Regions from separate parts of the Pelodiscus sinensis genome. Here region 2 is linked to region 1. Evidence: chromatin contacts called from public Hi-C data. All regions are on one chromosome and are shown on one strand. The core of a region is the stretch at or near the end of the contact, and the rest is flanking DNA. Distances in the headings are between cores, read along the strand shown.

Region 1 (4,307 bases), core at 1,300-3,799:
ACGCCCTCTGGCTGGATCCAGGAGCATTGCACGCAACACACTGTAAACCCATGTCCTGAGTGAGTTCACGTAGATGCCAGGTAGACCACAGCATACAATTTAATATATTGAGGGTCTACCTCCCGTTATGCTGCACCCACTATGTCAAGGAGAATGTCTGGTGCAATAAATAGCAAGTCTACCTTTAGGGCTACAGGTCATAGTTTTAGAAGCAATTTACATTTGGCATCTGCACTGTTGCAAGGCACAGCCATTAGACTTCTAAATGGCATGAACAGCACCTGCTAACTTCCTGACAGCATCCACATGTAACACAGTTAGATCCCTGCACTGACAGACAGCCCACCCTGCACAAAAACCACAGGCAACATAAATGAATTCAAAGGACTTCTAGGGCCTGTACTATGCAGGAGGCCCGACTAGCTGATCACAATGGTTCTTTCTGGCTTTGGAATGTAGGAATGAATTAACACGTGAAGACAGGCTCTCTGAGGGCATGCAGAGCAACAGCTGATAAATTCCAAACTGAAAGCTATAGGCTGGCCCTGTGGATCCAGTTCCCAGAGTCTGTGTTAACACAGAGACCCGGCCATTTAGACAGACACCTGGTCCCATTTCCCACACAAAACACAGAGAACACAAAACCTCTCCAAATCTTTGCCTTGGCAGTACAACATAGGTGTATGTACATAATCTCTAGAGTTAACAACTGTTACTGGACTGCAGCTCCATTTCTACATCTACTGTGCACACAGGGCCCCTGGGTTTCCAGAGTCCCAGTTAAGGCAGACTGCCTAGAAACAAGACAGTTGCAGGATCAAGGGACTTAAAGAATGCCATATTTTAAGGCTATTCAAGCATGCGCCCACAGCCTTGATCCTGCAACAAGACACCCTCACCCCCTCAAGTCCTGATTTAATGGGGCTCCAGGATGTGCATTTCATTGCAAGTTCAGAGTCTTAGTTTGTGAGAAACAAAGGATCAAATTTCACCATCCTCATACAAACAATTGAAATCACAGAGGAAAGATGTTGAAAGCACCACTTTACGACTAAGGAAGGATGGACTGGGGTGAAGGGACTCAGGAGACCTAGGTTTCATTTGCTGCTCTGCCACAGACTTTGTGTGTGACCTCCAGTTTTCTGTCCTTCCGCATCTCCTGTATAAAGTGGGAAATCACAGCACTGCTTAGCCCTACAAGGGGGCTGTGAGAAGGAGTAGATTAAAGAACTTGAGGTACTCAGCTGCCATGGTGATTGAGCTCATAACAGTACCTAAAATAGAACTGCAGGTACTCAGTGAGGCTGTATGCAGGCAGAGCAGCAGGCTCACATGCTGGCAGCAGGAGGCGTGAGGCATTAGATTTTGAGCTCACTGGGCCAGCGATGTCATTTTCTTTTGCCTCTGCACATAATAAATGTTTGTTGTTGGGCTTGATGTTTCAGATGTTCAGTTGGGGCCCATTCCACAAACCAGAGCTCTCCTCTGTAAATGGGGGACGGGGCATCACATCCCTCTCATAAACTGTGGTCACAGCTGGCTTTTACAACTAGTCAATTCCACCACTGAAAAACATCCCTGCAATTGGAAATAACCATGCTGAAATTTGCCGAGCATGCAGCAGGACTGCTGTCCAGCGTTGTCCTCACCTGTTGGTGGCGTGTATGCCCGTACCATGCACGGCAGCCAAAGACTGGGGCCCCCAACAGGAAGTGTTGGGCACAGCCATGGAGCCTGAGGCAGCCCGGCGTAGAACAGCCGCTGGCAACTGCGCCACATTCTGGGGAGACCGTGAGCTACAGCAAGATGGGAACGGCCTGGACTTGTTACATACAGGTGCGCCTAACACCTTGGGATGGCCTACCAGCATCTAGCCCCCCCCCCCCAAGAGCTCCCTGCCGGGATCACGGCCCCCCCCCCAAGAGCCCCCTGCCAGGATCACGCCCCCCCCCCAAGAGCCCCCTGCCGGGATCACGGCCCCTCCCCCAAAAGTTCCCTGCCGGGATCACGCCCCCCCCCCAAGAGCCCCCTGCCGGGATCACGGCCCCTCCCCCCCCCAAGAGCCCCCTGCCGGGATCACGGCCCCTCCCCCCCCCAAGAGCCCCCTGCCGGGATCACGGCCCCTCCCCCCCCCAAGAGCCCCCTGCCGGGATCACGGCCCCTCCCCCCCCAAGAGCCCCCTGCCGGGATCACGCCCCCCCCCAGAGCCCCCTGCCGGGATCACGCCCCCCCCCCCCAAGAGCCCCCTGCCGGGATCACGCCCCCCCCCAGAGCCCCCTGCCGGTACAAATAGGACCGGGAGGGGAAGGACAGACCCCCGCGGAGCCCACTGTACAGACCCGGGCCCCACTCCCTACGGGGCCGCACGGACGCGACTTGCGAGCCACCTGCCTCCACCTCACCGCCGCGGCCCGGTTACCCAGCCACTCTGCCTCTGGGCGCCGCCATCTTGCTCGCCCAGCGTCCAATCAGCATCACAAACGCTTTTTGTCCCTCCGAGGGCCCTGTCACAAGGCCCTCACAGAAACAACGATTCCCAGGAGCCAGCGCGGCCCCCACGTGACGCCCATCGCCCAATGGGAACGGCGCCCCGCCCGACGCGACGCCCGCTGGGCCAATCAGAGCGCGCGGAGGCGTCGCCGGGAGGCCCTGAGGTAGGCGGCGGGGGCAGCCGGCGAGCGCCCGGGTCAGCAAGGCGGCCGGGCCGGCTCCCTGCAGCCCGTGACACGCTGGCGCCCGGGGACCCCCCCGAGATGCCGGTGCGGAGCGAGTGCTGCTGCCCGGGGGGAGCGCGGGGCCGCGGGGCCGCCAGCCTGGTGCCGCCGCCCCCCATCAACACGGCGCAGCCCGGGGTCGCCACCTCCCTGCTCTACAGCGGGGCCAAGTTCCGCGGCCAGCAGCGCAGCAAGGGCAACGCCTACGAGGTGGAGGTGGTGATGCAGGTGCGGCCCCCCCCCGGCATCCCCCGTGTCCCCCAGCGCCCCCTCGGGCGGGACCCCCACAGCCCCTCCCGGCGCCCCCCCAACATCTCTCCCCTCTCGGGATCCCCCCCAGAGACCTCCCCAAAGCGCCCCTCCCCCCGACACCCCTCTCGAGCCCCCCCTCCTGCTTCCCTTTCTGGGGCCCCCCCAGAGACCTCCCCAAAGCGCCCCTCCCCCCGACACCCCTCTCGAGCCCCCCCCTCCTGCTTCCCTTTCTGGGGCCCCCCCAGAGACCTCCCCAAAGCGCCCCTCCCCCCGACACCCCTCTCGAGCCACCCCCTCCTGCTTCCCTTTCTGGGCCCCCCCAGAGACCTCCCCAAAGCGCCCCTCCCCCCCGACACCCCTCGAGCCACCCCCTCCTGCTTCCCTTTCTGGGGCCCCCCCAGAGACCTCCCCAAAGGGCCCCTCCCCCCCGACACCCCTCGAGCCACCCCCTCCTGCTTCCCTTTCTGGGCCCCCCCCAGAGACCTCCCCAAAGCGCCCCTCCCCCCGACACCCCTCTCGAGCCACCCCCTCCTGCTTCCCTTTCTGGGGCCCCCCCAGAGACCTCCCCAAAGCGCCCCTCCCCCCCGACACTCCTCGAGCCCCCCCCTCCTGCTTCCCTTTCTGGGGCCCCCCCAGAGACCTCCCCAAAGCGCCCCTCCCCCCCGACACCCCTCGAGCCACCCCCTCCTGCTTCCCTTTCTGGGGTCCCCCCAGAGACCTCCCCAAAGGGCCCCTCCCTCCCCAGGGCATCCCCTCCAGTCCCAAGATGCCGCCTTCTGCAGTTCTCCCACCAGGGATTCCTACCCCCCTCCCCCAGCATCTCTCCTCCTTGGGGCATCTCCCCTGAGCGTCCCTCGTCTTGAGGGAACCCTTCCACCACCACCCTGTAGCCCTTCCTGGGGCTCTCCTATGAGTGATCCATCCCCAAGTGTCTCTCCCTTTAGAGGAATCCACCTGAGCGCTTCTCTCTGCTGTGAGGCACCCTCCCCCCCCAGTGCTCCCCTGCACCTCTCCTGGGGTCCTCCCCCAGGGACACCCCCTAGAGTGCCGTCATTTGGGGACTTCCTAGTTTGTCCCTGTCTGCTGCTGGGGTCTTCCTAGTGGGACTTCCCTCGAGAGCATCCTCTGCTGCTCTCCCAGCAGCCTCCTCCTAGAGCACCTCTAGCATCTTCCCTCTCACTCTACCCTAGACTGTCTCCCAGGGACCTCCTGAGCAGCACCTACCCCCCCCCCCCGCCCGCCGATTCCCCCAGTACCCCATGTCTCATCTTTTAGGGTCCTTTCTCTTGAGATCCCCCTATTCTCCTAGAGCACCTCTTGGGGATTCTTCTGTTCACTTCC
Region 2 (4,453 bases), core at 1,702-4,201, 150 kb before region 1:
TCAGCTGCACAGTCCACATATTCAATAACATAGCTGCCTTTTGCTAATCTTCTCAAGGATAGGCTGTGTAAAAATCCAGCAGGATTGCATCATGAAGCTGTTCTAGTAACCCTCCAGAAGGCCGATGAGAGGAATTAATATTGCCAGAGCAACCTTAAAACTGCCACATTAGCTTCCCCCACCCCACTACCTTCTTTCCCTCGGTTAATAGTAACCCTTAATGTATTGTTCTTTATTATTGCATCAGAGAATACAAACTACATGCTGGGCAAAGCCACAGGAACAGCCTTAACTCTGAGCAATCTTCTGCTCAAGTGACCAACCACACAGGTTTCAGCTTACATTTACCCATCACTTTTCCATCAGTTTTAATGCTCAGAGGGATCCTTGTGACCATCTACCCTGACCTCCAGCACAACACAGGTGGGTCAACTCCATGCTAAGATTCTTGCACCAAGCCCATTCACTTGTGGTTGAAGAGAACGTGTCTTTTGGAAAGTTTCAGAGGGGAAGCCGTGTTAGTCTGTTTCAGCCAAAACAAAGAGGAGTCCTGTGGCAACTTAAAAGACCCACACATTTATGAGGGCATAAGCTTTCGTGAGCTGCAGCCCCCTTCCCTAATATCTGTGTAAGCCTTTAATGTACCACAGGACCTTGTTTTTTTCTTTTGGAAAGACATCTGTTCTGGATTTAAAGAGAGAAGCCCGCACCCTACTGATGTTGATGGCAAAAGTCCAACAGAGAATTCTGATGTCAAATGACAGACAGCCCATTTCCCTTGGTCAGCTGTTCCAATGGTCAGTTAAACTCTCTGTTAAAAATGTGTCCCTTCTCTTCACTTTGAATCCATCCATTTTCAGCTCCCTGCCATTGATCTCCTCCTGCCTTCAACTGCTCCATGAAAGCACCCTCTTGGCAGGTTATTTTCCAGTTTGTTTGCTTTTAATTTGAGACGGCAGAAAAAGAAATCACCTTCCGCCACTTTTAAACCCAGCTGACAAATCCAATAGGTGTATGCATGCCTTGCTCCACAGTTAGCCATCCTAACAGTCTCCCATGCGCCACTAGCTTTGCCACATGTGAGCCTCAAAAGGCACCCTCTGACTAGCGAGGCAGGCAGCACCTGCTGGATCCGAACTGGACTGGCTTCAGGTCATCCATGAAACCAGAATGTATGTAGCGGAAGTCATGGACAGACGAATGTCAGAAAGGACGGGTTGAGTGCGCAGCAGGATGCAGATGTCACCTCTGTTAAACCAAGCTCACTTAGGGCCTGACCCAAACTCACTTGAATGTCTCCCAGGGACCTGACCAGGGTCTAGAACCGGTCTTCCCACCCTCCTATGGATACTTGGGGGATTTCCTCCTTTCTAAATGGGCCCCTTCATCCCCACTGTCCTTGGGCATCAAAAATGGCACAAAATAAAGTCCAATCCAGGCACAGACCTAGCCAGGAGAGCCGCAGCTCAGGAGGGGAATGTGCCTAGCTAGTCCTTGGCCAGTATGGAAATAAGTAAGATCCCTGCGACAGACTCTGGCGGAGACCCTGGGGCAGCCTGACCCGCTGCAGAGGCTGCTACGGTTTCACCAGGGCCCGCAGGCTGCAAGCAGCACCCCCCTTGCAAGGAGCCGGGTGCAGGGCAAGCAGCATTTCCAAGCCAGGCTCCTCCGCTCTGCCCCAAGCAGCATTTCCAAGCCAGGCTCCTCCGCTCTGCCCCAGGCAGCTCAGGCAAAGGGGCTGGGGAATGAGCAGATGCCCAGGGCCAGGAGGTCTGGCTTGGCCCCTGCTGGGCGCTCCCTGCTGCACTGGGGGCCCTGTTCTCCAGCAGGCCAAGGCCAAGGCCACGCCCCCTCCGCCGCCCGCTCGCGGCTGAACTCTCCCCGGCAAGAGGGAAATGACCGAGAGTAACCCTCCCGCTGACGTCAGGGCCCCGGGGGAGCCAAGGGGCGGGGCTTGGGGCAACAACTCAGCAGCGGGCGTGGAGCCAGAGCCCGGAGCAGCGCCGGGCTGGTCCCTTCTTAGTGGCGCTGGCTTCCCTGCACCCCCTGGCAGGGGCCAAGCAAAATCCTCAGCGAGTAGTGACCCCCCACCTAGGGGCAGTGTGGGGACAGCCCCCCCCCGCGAGAACGGAAACTCCCCCCCCCCCAGCCATGCACCAACCCGGAGAGCACCCCGAGATGCCGCCCGCCTGCAGAGCGCGCCCCTCTCGCACACACGTGGGCAACACGAGCGGCTGCACGGCCCGGAGCTCAGCCACAGCGCCGGAGGATGGGAAGGGGCCGAGCCCCTGACAGATGCAGCACGGAGGGGGGCAGCAAATAACCCCTCCTCCCCCTTGATGTTGAAGGGTAAAGAGCCTTGGAAAAAAGCCCAGCGCCCTTCCCCCCTAAGCCAGGCGGGTTCACAAGTGCCTGGACATCAGGAACATTCACCCCCGCTGCCCGCAGACCCGTGGCCGAGCTGCCATTTAGCAAGGACTTGAGCCGGACCCAGCTGTCCCCTGCCCCGCTTCCCCACGCCTGCTCCCCGTGGGGGCAGCTGCCCGGTGCCCGGCCGCTACCCACCATCGATGTCGCTCAGCAGGGCTGTGTCTATTTCGCTGGATTCCTGCAGAGTCAAGGAAGGGTCCAGGCTGTCCAGGGACGTGTCCTCAAAGGAGAGGCTGGTCATTGTCCGGCCTGCAGGGTCGTGTCCCCCCTGCCGGGGGGGGGGTCACGTTGGAGGCTGCTGCTGGGCTCTAGGGGCTTCCCCCCCTTTTCTTTTTCCTGCTAACAAATCCTTCCCCCGGAGGAGTCCATGGACACGAGCCACTCAGCAGCCCACAGGAGCAACCCAACTTCTGGGCAGCGGCCGCAGCCTGCCGGCAGCCCCCACCTCCATAGCTGGGGAGGGGGAAAAAAAGTTGCTCAATGGAACTGTGCTTCAAACCTGCTGCTACCGGGGAGGGCAGGGAGGGGTGGAGCCCCATCTGCTGGCCCCACCCCCTCTGCCTGATTGACAGCCACAGCCTTGCAGGGCAGGGGGGGCTGAGCCTGGAGGCTGAGTCAGGGGAGCCCGCGGCGCGGAGAGGGGCAGGCGCGGGGGTCCCCTCTCCCCTGCCGCGGATTGGAGCTGCAACGGGCAGGACTTTCCCGGGAGGGGGCGGCCGCGTGTCCCGCCGACGGAGACAAGCGGGGTCTCCCCTTGGCGCGGGGACCCAGCGCTCCCGGGATCTGGTGTCACAGGCGCGCTGGTGCATTTCTTTCCGGGGGGGCTAAAATGACCCCCCCCACACCAGCGCGCCCTGCAGTGAGACACGTTGCGGGTAGCGCACCGCGCCGCCCTAAGACTCCAGCTAATCTGTGACTGCAGCGGAGAGCGGCTCCGAAAGGGGGGAATGCGAGCGCCCCCCCCCACCCTATACCGATGTACCCCTGGAATCCACAGCAAAGAGCCCCCCGGGTTTTAGCTGCGCGCGGACCCTGCCGCCGCAGCCTCCCGCTTCTGTTTGACAGCCAGCCTGGACAACCCACTCCTCGAGGCAGAGTGGGAAGCCGGGCTGATCACTGCGTGAGCCTGGAGCCATGGCTTGGCCTTTTCCCACTCACCCTAGTCTAGGGTGTGTTTGTATCAGGTTTAGCTAGAGCTGCGTGGGGGAGGCAGACCCAGAAGAAAGTAAACCCGCCCCTAGCCAGGCCTGCCTTTTGGGGACTATTTATGTTTGCCATGTGCAGCACTCCAAGAGAGATCGATTGCAGAGTGGCAACCTAACCCTAGATTTTTGCACAGCTCTGCAGCATGATTTGCTACTACAACTCCCCGCTCGCCTACAGCTAGCAGTCTGAACAAGTGGGAGGATAGAAAGAGAGGGGCTACCCCGCTCCAGATGCCTGAGAGAGGAGGATTAGGGAGAGTGCCACCTAGCTGGCCCCAAATCTCAGAGAAATATCTTGTGTTGTCACCGATCCGAGGCTGAATTAATGGAGGGAACAGGCCAGGAAGACAGCACAATTAGTCTCTGCAATGCTCAGCTGAGAGATTCTGCAGATTTCAAAGCTCAGCTACACTGACTAGCAAGAACTGAACTTGTTCTGAAGCAAGAGGTGGTGATGAACAGGGAAAGGGCAACTGCCTTGAAGTCCCCGGGGGTGTGATTTTGGGGTGTGGTTACCATGGTGTAATCATCTAATAAGATTAGGAGTCTGGGGCAAAGCTGCCAAAGTTGAGTTTATATCCACAGATAGCCCACGGACCCTATTTGCAGATGGATCCAGATTCAAATTTAATATCAAGCCCACCCTAGAGCACAGAACAGATTCTTTCACCCAAAACCATGGCAAAGGAAGTTGGAAGCCTCTTTCAGGCAGGGCCATCCTTCCCAAGTATGAAACACACAATCACTCCGTGAACAATATCAAAGAACAGCCTCCTGCCTCTGAAAGAAGTGACTACCTGGCCTCCGTCCATACACCC

The links. Hi-C and Micro-C count contacts between places; a contact is called where the count stands out from the background.
Region 2: a Hi-C map of blood shows a contact between it and region 1, with 2.6 times the contacts expected there. The contact joins the promoter of SREBF1 here to the promoter of ATPAF2 in region 1. A contact is called at or near these places in 4 of 5 Hi-C or Micro-C datasets (blood, liver and an unstated tissue).

The regions. Positions count from the first base shown.
Region 1 is chr16:33,125,449-33,129,755 of ASM4963464v1, reverse strand. ATPAF2 (ATP synthase mitochondrial F1 complex assembly factor 2) reads right to left here and starts at 2,549. Exons shown (of 9, transcript XM_075899741.1): 1 at 2,392-2,549; 2 at 1,650-1,796. The coding sequence starts at 1,779. GID4 (GID complex subunit 4 homolog) reads left to right here and starts at 2,625. Exons shown (of 6, transcript XM_075899743.1): 1 at 2,625-2,942. The coding sequence starts at 2,754.
Region 2 is chr16:33,271,950-33,276,402 of ASM4963464v1, reverse strand. SREBF1 (sterol regulatory element binding transcription factor 1) reads right to left here and starts at 2,951. Exons shown (of 19, transcript XM_075899746.1): 1 at 2,566-2,951. The coding sequence starts at 2,671.